Regions from separate parts of the Sus scrofa genome. Here region 1 is linked to region 2. A link is a contact called in public Hi-C data. All regions are on one chromosome and are shown on one strand. Each heading gives the region's core, a stretch centred on a gene start, on an enhancer-like site or on the middle of the called end of the contact. The rest is flanking DNA. Distances are from core to core; before and after follow the strand shown.

Evidence for each region. A called contact is a pair of places that touch in the nucleus more often than the background predicts.
Region 1: a Hi-C map of liver shows a contact between it and region 2, with 5 times the contacts expected there. The contact joins two enhancer-like sites. A contact is called at or near these places in 1 of 5 promoter capture datasets (liver) and 6 of 47 Hi-C or Micro-C datasets (fibroblasts, liver and skeletal muscle).

Annotation. Positions count from the first base shown.
Region 1 is chr4:11,892,302-11,897,008 of Sscrofa11.1, reverse strand. No RefSeq gene overlaps it. Among named protein-coding and RNA genes, the nearest start is that of MYC, 570 kb to the left of the region's middle. Within about 2 kb of position 2,213, at least 28 of the 83 cell types and tissues checked have an H3K27ac peak or open chromatin away from gene starts, as enhancers often do. A contact at or near this core is called in liver, where this site is marked.
Region 2 is chr4:11,719,751-11,724,042 of Sscrofa11.1, reverse strand. No RefSeq gene overlaps it. Among named protein-coding and RNA genes, the nearest start is that of MYC, 740 kb to the left of the region's middle. Within about 2 kb of position 2,547, at least 2 of the 83 cell types and tissues checked have an H3K27ac peak or open chromatin away from gene starts, as enhancers often do. A contact at or near this core is called in liver, where this site is marked.

The sequences.
Region 1 (4,707 bases), core at 964-3,463, 170 kb before region 2:
AGTCTGGTTCAAGAGAGCGAGGAAGTGTAGGACAGTGGTTAGGAGGGCGAATCGGGGTCAGACAGACCTGGGTTTGCCTCTGGTTTTGTCTCCCTTCCAAATTATATAATTTTGGTCCCGTTACATAACCTCTCTGAGTTCTGGTCTCTCCTCCATAAAACTGAAGTGATTGTTCCTATCACAGAGGATTGCTTAAAATGCTAAAGGGGTGATGCCTGCAGGATGCTGACCACTGTGTCTGGACGACAGCGAATATCAACAAAGGCTCGTGCATTATTTTATTATTATTGTTATTATTATTAGTTATTCCTACTGTCACTAGCATCATTTCTGCACGTTTACTAGGCTGTAAATGGTAGTCAGGCAGAATTCTTCTCTAATTCCTTTTTATCCCCCATAGCAGAACAATGACTAGCACATAAATAGCCCTCGATAAATATTTATGAAATGGTTTTACATTATTAATGCATGGCTTTGACTTATTAGCAGTTTCTTAATGATTTTAATCTCGTTAAATTATTTGTTCAAGAAACATTTGACTAATTTTTTTTCCCCTCTTGTACTCATTTTTCAGTGGATTTTAGCCAACCCGTCAGGAAGAGGCAAGAAGCAGGAAAGTGCTATTTGGATAGACTAGGAGCTTTGGAACCAGACAGAACTGGATTAGAATACCTACCATATGGCATCCTAGACTCAGGCTTTTCATCTATACAATGGGGGTAACTGTGGTAATAATACCTATGACAATACACACTTCATGGATTCGGGGTGCTAAGCACTTCATCTTTATTATCTCATTGATTCTCATAGACACCTTGGGAGGGAGAAGCTACAATCGTCTGTTAAGTGGTTTTTCTATGGTGAGAACCAGGAACAAACCAGATGAGATAAGTGAAGCACCTGGCTGGTAGAAAAGGCCCCAAAGACAATGTGTTCCATCTTCTTCTCCTCCTGCCACATCTCTGGGCACTGGGGCACAGAGAGGTTTTAGCCGCACGGCTGTTGAGGTGTGCGGCTGGGCTTCCAAGTTCAGCCAGCTGGGTCCCAGGTCTGTACCACCTCCGTGGGGCCTGAGAGCTCCCATCACAGGTGCTTGAAAGATATTTTTGCATTTATGGGCGCCCCTCCTCTTATCTAGCTGGTTTGGGGCCATGCAGAATGAGTCAGCCAGTCACAAGCCTGCTCCCAAGGCCAGCTTCCAGGTGACAGAGACAAATGCCACACTGGATCAGAACACACAGACCTGCCGGACCAGCAGGCCTTCTGCTCAAGTCCTTGGCCACACTCTGCCATTTTGCTCATGGAAGTGTCAGCACTGTCTGCCTACCACCTTCCTGATGGGAAGCGGCTTGCTGTGGGATCGGTTTGAGGTCTCCTTGAAGCTGCTTCATCTTTTTTTTTTTTTTTTTTAAATAGCTGTTGGTAGAGCCTTGCTGAGAGGCCCAGAGCTGAGTCATCTTCAGGGCAAGCTGCTTTTGTATCTGTTGCCAACTGCCAGAGAGGCACTCTCTGCTTTTCTGATGCAAGAGACAGAAAGCTTCCATCTCTGACACAATGTCACCCCACTGGCTGGCTCTGTCCACACGGTTCAACAAACCAGTTTAGCCTGGAGGGAGAGAGAGACAAAGGGAGAGAGAGAGAGAGGAGAGAGAGAGTGAGAGAGAGAGAGAGAGAGAGAGAGAGAGAGAGAGAGGAGAGGGAGGGAGGGAGAGGAGGAGAGTCTTTAAACTCTGCGATAAAACCCGAGTCCTACAGGTCACACATCTGGCATGACCAGGCAGAGGGATGAGGTCGTATCTGGAATCGTGCTCCTGCTTCCCAACCTTGCCCTATGCTCCTCAGAAGCCAGGAACCGTGCCTCAAGGAAGAGGGTTGACTCCCTGCCCTAAGCCTTTGTTTCTGTAAAATGATGACTAATCTTGCCTAACACACCAGGTTGTTGGGGGATTGACTTTGTAACACAAAAGAGAAAGTGCCCCCACCCCCAACGACGGCCACCCTCAGACTGTGTCCGAGTCTGGTGCGGTCCACTTTCATAGGCCACTAAACCCTTCCTTCCTAGAATGCCTCCCTCTGACTGTGTGATTAATTGTGCCTATTGTTTGGTACCTGTCACCCTTCTTGGAACGGGAGATCAGCGTGTGCTGGGACAATGTCAGCCTTGTTCACCACTCCGTCTTGGCTGTCTAGCCAAGGGACTGGCAGCCAGGGCGGGTCCTAGATTAATATTTGTTGAATGATTAAACTGCAAGTGGTTTGAACACATTCCTCCTGGGTTTCCATCGGTCCCTTGCATTTGGTTCAACCCTCCCCACACCATACTGCTCAGAGGAGACCGAGTCCTCTTTGTAAAGTACAAATCCAACTTTTCATGCCTTTCCTTAAAGACCTGCTCTTCCCTTTATAGACAAGGAATAGTCCAGCTCCCTGTCTTCAAGCCCCGGTCTTTCCTCTTCATCATTCGAGCTCTCGTCATCCGGGGGGCACTGGGGTGGCTGCACCATTTAGAGCATCTCCGTTTTTTCACATGACATCCCCTCTGCCTAAAATATTCTCTCCTGGAGTTCCCATGTGGCTCAGTGATAACAAACCCACTAGTATCGGTGAGGTTGAGGGTTCGATCCCTGACCGCGCTCAGTGAGTTAAGGATCCAGCGTTGCTGTGAGCTGTGGGTGTAGGTCACAGATGTGGCTTGCATCCTGTGTGGATGTGGCTGTGGCTGTGGCTGTGGTGTAGGCTGGCAACTGCCGCTCTGGTTTGAACCCTAGCCTGGGAAATTCCATATGCTGCCAGGGTGCAGCCCTACAAAGCAAACAAACAAACAAAATCAAAACTGGCCTCTCCTGCTCAGAAGTCTTCTTCCCACATGTTCTTCTTGGAAAATTCTGGCATGTTACCTCCTCTGTGAAGTCTCCCTGACATTACCATGCCTCCAAGGAGAATCATGGTTCTCTTTTTGTGTCTCTGCTCTGTTCTACCCTTCATTTCCTAATTGCCCATTTGTCTTCCCCTGAAAGATAGGACGTTCGGGGGAGATGGGGGATGGTAGGTGGTGGGAGGGGCGGGGGCCCGAAGTCATAATGGCACCGAGTGAAAGGACCGAAAAGAAGGCTGTAAGGACAAGCCTGCACCCGCAATAGAGGCGTTTCAGTGGCAGGATGGACGCTGGATGTGCCGCATCTCTCAGGCACCTGCAGCAGCTGCAGCTGAGGATGAGTTCCGCAAGGGACCGCACACCAGGTGAGAGCGTGTGTGCCAGTGTTCCCGCGCCAGGCCTGGCACGCGGCCCGGAGTCAGGCGCCGATCCAGATTAGGCTTCAGTTCCCTCTATAAGCAAACAGCAGGGCAGGGAACAGAGGCGCCTGCTAATTTTGAGCGAATCAATGCCTTCCCTGCTGGAGTCAGCCTAAAGCAGGTCAAGAATCAAGCCAGGCCCCCTTGCTGAATCAGCTGGTCCTCGGTGGTGCCAGAGGTGTGCGGCTGGGGTTTTGCCCGGAACTTCAGAGAACTGGTTATTGGGCCCATGCTATCTAGCTGGATAGGGGACATTTTGAAATAAAAAGTAGAAATTAATGGCATCGGAGCAAGAACCTAGACTTCAGAGTCAGACAGATCTGATTTTCTTCCCGAGGGACCAGGGATAATCACATAACTTTCTGACCTCAGTGTACCCTTCTATAAAATGGAAATAATTATAGTATGTGCCTGATGCCCTACCGAGGATTATACATGATACTATAGAGCAGTGCTTACCCTAGAGCAGTGGTTCTTAACTGGGGGCCGTTCTGTCTCTGGGGACATCTGGCAATGATTAGACACATTTTTGATTGTTACGACTGGGCAGTTTGCTGCGGCCATTTGCTAAACATTCTTCAATGCACAGAACATTCTCCCACAACAAAGAACCGTCTAGTCCAGAAGGTCAACAGTGCAGAGATAGAGAAAATGTGCCTTAGGGTAAGCTTGGCCCTCTAGTGCAGCAAAAATGGTAACTATTAAAATAGAATCATTATCCCTTTCCACATATATTTATTGAATATATATTTAGAAAATCCTGAAGAAGCTGTGGCACATTAAGAATGGCTGTTCTTGGAGTTCCTGTTGTGGCTCAGAGGTAACGAACCCGGCTAGTATCCATGAGGATGCGGGTTCGATTCCTGGCTTTGCTCAGTGGGTTAAGGATCTGGCATTGCTGTGAGCTGTGGTGTAGGTCACAGGTGCGGCTTGGATCTGGCATTGCTGTGGTTGTGGTGTAAGCTGGCAGCTGCAGCTCTGATTCGATCCCTAGCCTGGGAACTTCCATATGTCGAGGGTATGGCCCTAAAAAGACAAAAAAGAAAAAAAAGAAAAAAGAAAAAGAAAGAAAGAAAAAGAATGGTTGTTAATTCTTTGGTGCTCCTCCTCCCATTAGGAGATGGGGGTCTCTGTCACCTCTCCTTGAGTCTAGGCAAGGCTCAGTAATCGCTCTGAACAACAAAGTATGGTGTAAATGATGACATGCCAGTTTATGAAACTAGCAGTGCCTACTTCCTGCCTCTTGGAGCATCTTCTTTGGGAATCCTGACAGACTATGCTGGAGATGACCATGCTGGAGTGTCCAAGGCAGGTGCCCTCTGGACAGTTCTGGTGAAATCCAGCCTTCCAGCCATCCCTGCCAAGGGACACATGAGCAAATTCTCTGGGACTCTAGATGAATACCACTGTCAA
Region 2 (4,292 bases), core at 1,298-3,797:
ATGAAAAACCTTGAAAATGAAATTGTATCTCTCTTGCCAGGATCATAGATCTAATTTGAGTCAGTAAATATGGTGGGCTTCAGTAAATATCTGTCCAGTTGTTTCTTTCAAGTACTTTAGGAACAGGAGAAAGAAATCCAAAGTGAATAGGACTATCTATTCAAGCTGCTGAAACGTCAGCACAAAAGAATGGGGCTAATTTGTAAGCTAACATATCAGAACTTACCAATATCAATGGGAGCCAAGTCCTCACCAAACTGGTTCCCTTGGAAAGATGCCCACTCGTCCTGGCAGTGCCAAGTAGCAACAGAAAATAAGTGTGGACTTTGAAATCAAAGGGCCTATGTGGAACTCCAGCTCCACCACTTTCCACCTGCTCAAGCTTGGGCAAACCTTTTTCTCTTAGAATCTGAGTCTAGAGAAAGATATGCTTGCCATACACACAGATGTACTCTGCGTCCCTTCCTCTCATACTCGTTCTCTCTTTTCCGTCTGCCCTTCCTTTATTCTTCTTTCATTCATGAGTACTAAAAGCTCTTCCTGCTGCATCTCCCGTGGTATGTTTTACCATGACAACATCGATTGCTTCCACATGATGGTGATTCTCGCTTCTATGCGTCTCTGGCTTCCTCTGGCTGGAATGGCTTTCATTTCTCCTTGTCTTCAGGAGATTTTACTTATCCCTCAAGATCTAACAGAAGTATCACTTCTTAATTACCATTGTGTCTATGACCCTCTCTCCTCTTCTCCAAATAGAACTGGTTTCTCCTCTCTGGTCAGAGAGGCTAGCTTCAAGCAACGCTGTGCCTACATTTAATTTTCACATCTGATCTTGTCTGGCTCATCAATGGAGCAGAGCTTTTGTGAGACATTTTCTAAGAAGAGTTGAAGCACTTCACAGAAGATCATTCACCCTAGTTTTAAAAAAAGGAAAAATTTTATTTTAATATTTGGAAACAAGGAAAACAAATGTGGTGTCTCCAGTGGGATAGATCTCACCCCATTCCCACATCCCTATCACACCTATTCTTTAGATTTAGGCTTAAACTTAATCGAAGATTTCACCTTCTTTGCAAAGTTATATTGACTAGTCGTGCCTGCCTAGAATAATGGGTTAAGAGGAATTTTGCGTCTGTAGCCAGGCTCAGTGAACAGTAGTCTCATAATTGATTAATGATGTCTGCCAGGATCTTGGAAAATGTGAGTGGCCACACATATGCACATTTACCATCGCTGAACTAGACAATTTCTAAGCCCATATCTAGTGCTGAAAGTTTATGAATAAATTTAATCAAATCTGACCTCTATTTAATGCTTCACAAGTTATTCCGAGACCTACATTATGAAGATCTGTGTCAATGAAGTATTGATTAATGGAGACTTCAGTGTGATGGACTGTTGCATAAACTAGCTTTGTCTGTTCTTGTTCTTAGGCGGCATCCACATTTAGCACTTCACAGAACAGGTTTATTAACTAAGTTATCCAATGTCATTATTTTTTACTCTGCACAAAGAAGTCCTATCTGCTTCATTTTGGTTTAATTTGAGAGACAATAGGTCCTGTTCAGTATGCAGACTCCTAAAGATACACTGATGCCTTTATTAAGTGTGTCCCCGGAATTTCCAGTAACATAGACATAGAAACAAATGAATGAAGTACAGGGTGAGGTGTACAATCACAGAAGTTTCCGCCACTGATTCTGAAGCTTTTCCACCAAAACTGAAGAGAAAGTTTCCCTCCATCAAAGGATCCGAAACCAGAATTCAAAACAAAGAGAGTCTCAAGATTAAACAGTTTTTAAAGACTCTAATTTTATATATTTTTTTAAAAATTAAAATTCTACACAATGGTATCACTGTTTGTTCTAAATTCATAGCTTTTTTTTTCCTCTAAAAATATTTAAGTAAAGTTAGTGAAGAAAAATCGTGCCAGGTTCCCCATGTGCACTCCTGAGATCTTCATATATCTCTAGGGATATGTATGCCCAGCTCAAGAAGAAAGAATGATTCCAGTAAAGAAAGGAATCTTCCACAAGGAAGAAGTTGTTGGTCTCATTTTCCAAAGGATAATAAGGAAAAGCTTTATCGCTGAGATCAGACTGGAGTGGAGAGCAGGAAAGGTAATTCATTCAGAAAAAAAGAGTTTATGTAAAGGCATGGAGGTATTAAATGGCAGAGCTTACCAAGGAAACTGCAAATAATTTTATACCATTGGATATGGAGTTTCCAGATTGAGCATAGCATACATAAAGCTAGAAAGAGAGGGAGGATCCAGTATGTACAATAAGCAATTCTGTTAGAAACATTACATTCTTTCTAAATATGCATTTTTCATTAAATTTATAATTGCTCGTTTCCTTCTTGTTTAACTTCCCACTCACAGACTGAAAGGCAGATCAAGTGGAAGAAAAAAATTTTTTTACTTCATTCATAAACTACTTCAAAACCAAATCATCCATGGCAAACCTCTGCTTGGCCTTGGCCACCTATCAAAGGCCTCCTCTCACGGGTGATCAATGGTTCTTCTGGCACTGGAACAGAGCCAAAGGGAAACAGCCACTGATGAAAGAGTGAGGTAGCAATGCAGTGAGACCAAAATGTTCTGACCAGAGTGCAAGCTGAGTGTTTCTTCTTAATAAATAGCATTCTAAAAGCATAGGGATCATTCACCGAATGACCCGGAAAGGAGTGGCAACGTCCTCTGAAAGTCATTAATAACCCACCTTCTGTGTTTAACCTTCTGATCCCTTTTGAAGAAATATTTACAATATAAAATAAGAGAGGGTACTGCAGAAAACAAGCTCTATTTTGAGGGTTTGACGAACTGAAAACCTTTGAAGATGGATTTCCATCCTCCTTTGACAATTTTCCTTAATGGTACTCTCTGGTTCTCACCAGAAAGAACTTTAAGAGATCTTTACATGTGCTGGATGAGAAGCAACAGAATTTATTTTTCTGAAAAACAAAGGGTCTTTAAGTAATATTTGTAATGTTCATTACCTTTGAAGTCTTTTATAAATTTTCCTCAGCTGGATTAATGGACTGTATTTCCAAATTCTTTTGGATTATGCTTGAATCTTAGGCAATCTTGAGATTGTTATAGTAAAGACGGTGCTAGGAGGAATGGAAATTGTAGTCTAAGAGTGTTTCTACAGTATTGGTATCTCAAAATACATTATACTTGCAAGAGGTACTAAGCCTTAATCTCTGACTTCTAGCCTCCAGAACTGCAAGGAAATAAATATGTTAAGTCTCTCAGTCTGTGGTCTTTTGTTGTGGCAGCCCTAGCATATAAATACACTCTCCTTTGTGAATCTTCAAATACATAATTAATTACCAAATTATGTCATTTCTACCCATTAAAAACCTCATGAATTCACCCTCATCTTTTGGTCCATCAGGCCACTATCATTTCCAAGATTGTTTAATTTTTCCCACCTGGATAAGAGAAGCCATCTCTTAATATGTCACCAAGTTTCCCATTTCATGTCCTTACAATCTATTCTTTTTAGTAATAATAGCATTATTCAAATCCATTGACTAAAACCCTATAGGTTCTAAAACTTTTTCTTAGGATATGATCCTCCTTGATTGACATAATTTATGAGTCCTGTCAGGTTCTTGCCTTGGTCTCCTTCTCTGGCTTCATTTCTCTCCACTGGCCCCCTTGCTCTCCACACTACATCTTCAGGGCTCTTATTTCATTCCCTCCAAGAACCATGTTCTTTGACTCTTAATATCAACATTTGGCAAGAACATAAAATGGGAAAAAGACAGTCTTTTCAGCAAGTATTGCTGGGAAAGCTGGACAGCTGCATGCAAATCAATGAAACTAGAACACACCCTCACACCATGCACCAAAATATACTCAAAATGGCTTAAAGACTTAAATATAAGACAAGACACCATCAAACTCCTGGAAGAGAACATAGGCAAAACATTCTCTGACATCAATCTCATGAATATTTTCTCAGGTCAGTCTCCCAAAACAACAGAAATAAAAGCGAAAATAAACCAATGGGACCTAATCAAACTGACAAAGTTTGCACAGCAAAGGAAACCAAAAAGAAAACCAAAAGACAACTTACAGAATGAGAGAAAATAGTTTCAAATGATGCAGTGGACAAGGGTTTAATCTCCAGGATATACAAGCAACTTATACAACGCAACAGCAAAAAAGCCAACCACCCAATGGAAAAATGGGCAAAAGACCTGAATGGACTGTTCTCCACAGAAGATATACAGATGGCCAACAAGCACATGAAAAAATGCTCAACATCCCTGATTATTAG